Linked DNA regions of Oryctolagus cuniculus: region 1 is linked to region 2. The links are chromatin contacts, called in public Hi-C maps. All regions are on one chromosome and are shown on one strand. Each heading gives the region's core, a stretch centred on a gene start, on an enhancer-like site or on the middle of the called end of the contact. The rest is flanking DNA. Distances are from core to core; before and after follow the strand shown. Region 1 holds the start of DDIT4L (DNA damage inducible transcript 4 like). Region 2 has its middle 90 kb from the start of DDIT4L.

The links. Hi-C and Micro-C count contacts between places; a contact is called where the count stands out from the background.
Region 1: a contact with region 2 is called in a Hi-C map of psoas muscle, with 3 times the contacts expected there. The contact joins the promoter of DDIT4L here to the enhancer-like site in region 2. A contact is called at or near these places in 2 of 6 Hi-C or Micro-C datasets (psoas muscle and skin fibroblasts).

Annotation. Positions count from the first base shown.
Region 1 is chr8:65,138,480-65,141,179 of mOryCun1.1, forward strand. It overlaps DDIT4L (DNA damage inducible transcript 4 like), which reads left to right and starts at 1,263. Exons shown (of 3, transcript XM_002716952.5): 1 at 1,263-1,571; 2 at 1,847-1,986. The coding sequence starts at 1,896.
Region 2 is chr8:65,048,675-65,051,374 of mOryCun1.1, forward strand. No RefSeq gene overlaps it. Among named protein-coding and RNA genes, the nearest start is that of DDIT4L, 90 kb to the right of the region's middle. Within about 2 kb of position 1,362, at least 2 of the 8 cell types and tissues checked have an H3K27ac peak or open chromatin away from gene starts, as enhancers often do.

The DNA.
Region 1 (2,700 bases), core at 13-2,512, 90 kb after region 2:
CCTCTGCTTCCCAAGCCGGCCTGACCTTCGGGCGGTGCAGCTGCCCAAGTCGGTTAAAAATGGACTGTCAAGCTGGTGTGTGTTTCTGTCGCTCTGCCCGCGAACGTCCTCCCACTGATCTGTTTATCACACTCTCCTTACCCCTTCTGTTGTTGTTTTTCTCACTAAGAGTTTTGAGCCTGGACAGCTGGGCCTGCTTTTCAAGGCCCTAACCTGCAGCTCCTGCTCCTGGCAATCCCGACGGGCCCCAGAAGCACCCCCTCCCTCCTGGCAGGCCCGCGGTTCCCTGCTCGGCCGCACCCCCACGGTCTAGGGGAATGCACGCTGCTACAGGTCCCCTCCTGCCGGCAAACCAAAGCACAAGAAAAAGAAAGCTTTGTAGCTTTGGAAGAAAAAAAGAAGTAGCTGGCTTCTTAGTTCCAGTAGATTGTCTCTTTCCAGGGCTGCTCTGGCCCTCTGTGGGCTCCGGTTCAGCTCGGTGCGTGAAGCCGCCCAGGGGTTATCCCGCATAGAGCACAAAACCCTTTTCTTTCCCCCCAAGCCCCTTTCAGATCGCCAAAGCCCAAGCTGCTTCCAGCAGGCTCCGCCAGGAACTTCAGCCTCCAGGGATGCAGTTGCTCCCGAGGACCTGGCGGGTGCAGGACGCGGCTCAGATCCCACTAACGGTTTTGTTGAGCTTCTTGGCAAACTCCCTGCGCTCTGGGGCCGGGCCCAAGGAGAAGAAGGCCAGACTCAAGTTTCCCGCGGAGAAAACGCATTCGTCACAGATGTAACGGCACGCAGGGTGCCGGGGAGGCCGCGCGTGCACGCGGGGATCAGGACCTCTTCCCAAAGCCCTGGAGAGCCCTCTAAGTGGAAAAAGAGGGCGAGCTCTGGGCGCGTGCGGGAGGGGACACCGTAACCCTTGGGGGGGGGGCGACCGGGTTGGAGGCCAAAACTGAGTGCGCGAAGGTGCGCGCTGAATGTGGGTTTAAACCAAGGGTTGGAGGTGACACTGCAAAGCTTCAGGTCATCGTAACATCACACACACACACACATACACACACACACACACACACAAACCATGCAATTGCAAAGAGCACGTATCTTAGCCAGGGCCGGGGCAGCTGAGAGCCGCACACTGGCGGAAGGGGTCTTATCAAAGGGTCCAGCTTAGTGGCCCAGGGGTGGCGGTCACCGTGCCCCGCGGTCTGCCCAGGAAACAGCAGGTGCGGGCCCAAGACCCAGGCTTATCTTCCACGCCCCGCCGCTTGCCCCGGGCCTCTGGAAGTGGCCAGGTTGAAATGCGACCCGACCCGGGGTGGCTGGGCGGGGCGCAGGCCGGGAGGGCGGTGCAGGTGGGCGGGCCGGAGCCCTGGGCAGGCAGCGGGACCTATAAAGCACTGCCTGCCCCACTGGCGGCGCTGCTTCGTGGAGCCTGCGCGGGGTGGGCGCGGGGCGAGCGGAGGCTGCTCGCGGCCCGGGTGCTCAGGGACTGCAGCGGAGCGGGGGCTCTTCGGGGCGTGCCTGCTGCGTCTGTGGACCTCACAGCCCTGCCGGAGAGCGCGTCGGCCCCCGCGAACCCCCGGCAGGTGAGCGCCGCCTTGGCCTTGGGAGGTGGCGGGGGAGGGGGAGAGCGGGGGGAGGGAGGATACCCGCGGGGCAAGTCACCTCCGAGTTTTGCTAACTTTGGAGTAAGTTGCAGGGTCTGACAGTAGCTGGCGTCCCCGCTCCCAGAGCTTTGGAAAGGAGTTGCAGCAGCCGGCTGCCCCTCCTTTGGAGAAGGGGTGCTGGACGCGGGGCGTTTTAGGAGCTCTGCACGTCTGGCCTGCTTTTGTAAATCTGTCCTCACCTCCTTTTCTCCCAGCACCTCGGAAAGGCCGTTCCTCCCCGCGAGGGAAACAGAGCCGTTGACTATGGTTGCAACCGGCAGTTTGAGCAGTAAGAACCCGGCCAGCATTTCAGAGTTGCTGGACCATGGCTACCACCCGGGGAGCCTGCTGAGTGGTGAGTTCCCGGATGCCCACTTCTCTCCCTTCCAGAAATCACAACTGCTCAATGTTTCTGATCCTGGGGCCTGCGACTTCACCTCCTTCTTCCATGGAAGAGGGCGCCCCCAAATTCTCTGGAAATCCCTTTCCAAACTTTTTAGCATCTGCCGTCCAAGACGGTGAGAAACAAAAGTAACCAAAATGAAGTCCCCGAGGGCAGCAGCATTCTAATCTGCAGCTAATGGGCTCTCGGGGATGAAGTTCCTTTCTTTACGTGGTTGTGAAGCTAAGTGTACAATTCTGTACGTTTTAACAAATGTATTCACCCTTGTACCCAACATCATAACCCCCTCTGCCAAAATTCCTATGAGCCTTTTAGCCATTACTGGGTCACTACTCATTAGTTTTGCCTTTAGTTTCCTATACACGGAATCCTACAATTTAAGTTCCTTTCTCTCTAGTTTCGCTCCCGTAGTCTAATGTTGCTGAGATCTGTCCATGATTTTCCATCAGTGTATCTTTTTTAGTTACTGAGTAGGATTCCACTTGTGGATATACTCACTTTTCCGTTTTTAATGCTAGAAGGACATTTTTTCAACAGCACTGGTGTTGGGCTTATTGTCATTTGCAAGTTGCAGCAGCAGCAGTTTCTAAGTTAACACACTGCTGTGCCACTGTAGCGCTGTGTGAGCCCAGAAACATCGCTTGAACTCATTTAGAAGGTAAAGTG
Region 2 (2,700 bases), core at 112-2,611:
CTGACCCTTACAAAACATTTGATGGCACTGAGTGACTATTGGGTTGAAATACTTGCTTTGTCACTTACTAACAGTGTCATCTTTGTAAAGTTACTTCATCTCCATTTGCCTCAATTCCTCTTCTAGAAAACAGGAACATAAATGATCTCTATCTCAATAAGCTATTGTGAAGGATAATAGAATAATAAATGTAAAACACTCAGGAAAGCATTAATTGTTTATTGTAGCTATTAAAAAGACAAATAAGCCACATTGGGTAAACTCTGTTTTCAAATAATCCATATCAGGAAACAAATGAAACTTACAAGGAGCCTCCTAAAGACAATGCTTTAACCAACAGGGAAATTCTCTAAAAGGGCATATTTGAATCCATGGCGAGTGGTGGGTGAGATATATGTCATTAGAGAGCTTGTGAGTTCCATCAACCTCATTTGTCAAGACTCCCTCCTCTTTCTAAGCAGAGGGTTAAATCAAAGCCTGTAAGACTGGGCAAAGTATTTGCTAAAAGTAGTAATCATTGACTTACAAAGCCTCCACTCTACCACTTGGAAAATGGTAATACAATATCAAATGAGTGGGTTTAATGAGATCCATGCAATGTGTATAAATTGCCTAGCCTGTGGGCTGGTGTTGTAGCATAGTGGGTAAAGCCACTGATTGCAATGCTGGCATCCCATGTGGGCACTGGTTCATAGCCAGGCTGCTCCACTTCCAATTCAGCTCCCTGCTAAGAGCCTAGGAAGAAGCAGTGGAATATGGCCCAAGTGTTTGGGCCCCTGCCACTCATGTGGGAGATCTGGAAGGAGCTCCTGGCTTTGGCCTGGCCCAGCCCTAGCCCTTGCAGCCATTGGGGGGAGTGAACCAGCAAAAGGAAGATCTCTCTCTCTCTCTCTCTCTCTGTAACTCTGTCAAATAAATAAATAATTTTTTTTAAAAAAATGCCTCGTCTAGATAAAGACTTGCAGGGAGCTGGTGTTGGTAGTAGTGTCTCGTTATTTCCACTCAAGTAGTATATCCAACCTACCCACCCAGGCTACCTTCTAGCCTGGAAACACCTGGGCGCATTGAATAGCACTGAACGCTGTTCCCAAGGGTCCAGAGCACAGAGGGAAGGTGGCCCTGTAACCCGAGTGAGCCATGCAGCGATTGCATCTGGGAGGCAATCAAGAGTTACAGAGGTTGCTGGGAGCAGAGCAATGATTAACTCCATCTGGAGCGGGTGGGAGGTTTGTTGGGATTGCTTCCTGATCTCCTCATCTGCTCTGACTCAGAGGCTGGCCTTGCGGTCAGGAGCACTTCCAGGAGATCAGGAGAGCTCTGAAATTAATCTAGCATGCTGGCTCTGTTTGAGGTACACCTAAGCTGGCCCTGAGACATTCTAACCTCAAAGAAACTCAAACCGAATGTGTTATATTCCAGTTGGTAAGCTGACCCTCGGGCTGCCTGTGCTTCTCGGAAGTTCTCTAAACTGGAGACCTAGAGCCAGGATAAACCACTAGGTTTTCTTGGAATGCCCACTGCCCTTGCAATCACCTCTTATCTGCCTGCAGAAATTGTATACTTTGTTCAAGGCACAGTCTAAATCTCCTCTCACTCAAATTGCCTTCCAGTCCCCTGTCTGTTAATCTCCCCTGCATGTCCCTGATCCGTTCTCTTAAGGTCACACAATCCGTCATATGTTTCAGGTGCTAACTATTTATGTTGTCATAGGTTTCTTTCATGTGATCATTCAAGTTGTTATAATAGGAATAATAGGAATGTGTTCCTTTTTCATTTTCATTCTGCTTTATTTTCAATACTTGGTGCTCTACTCTCAATCCTAGATTCATGGGGAGGGTGGGAGAGGGGGAGATTAACTCAATGTCTGCTCCAGGCACTCACGGTGAGTGCCGCACGCCCTGTGCGAGTTGGCCTGATGATGCATATGCTTCCAGACTCTACAAACAAAGCTCTTGGAGCCCACAGGTCCGGGCTTGGGCACAAAGAACATTGAGATGGCCAGTCATTTAGGCAAATGATCAAGTCCAAAAGGATAACAGATACCCCAAATTTCCTACTGAGGATTTGTAGACAACTTTCAGGAACTGTTAGGACATTGAGCAACTGAGATTAAACAGCACCGTCTTCGTGGCATGTGGGTCTAGAGAAAAAAATCGGCTGTTAGAGTACAATGTGAAGCTACTTCCTTGCACACCTTAGCTTGTGAACGGAGACTCACCTCTACCTATTTTGCCATCAGTTCTTAGATTACACATTCGCTTTTCCATTGACAGGGTCGGTCCTGCATTCCTGTATTCCAGTTTAAATTCCTGCATTTGTGTTAAACTTTGGTGTCATTAAACGGAAGGCATTTTTTTAAAGAAAAGTCAAATCATTACAAAATTGGCTGTTGTTATTGAGAACGTATATGTCCTGCTGTGACATGGCCTCCATTCCATAGTCTGCAAAGAAGATTAAAAGGACAGCAATTAGGAGCCTCCTCAGAACCAGGCCCAGGCCTCAGCAACTGGAATCTGTATATCCTGGTGCTGCCGCAGCTTTCAGCCATTCTGCCTGGAGAGTCTCTTTGAAGTGTGTCCAAATGGGACTGCGAATCGCAGACACCAGCCGTGCCATGCTCTCCACTATGGGACTGACAACCAGACTTCCGTTTGATGGTGCCTCATTGAAGGTGGCTTTTAGCTTTTAAATAAAAGAGAT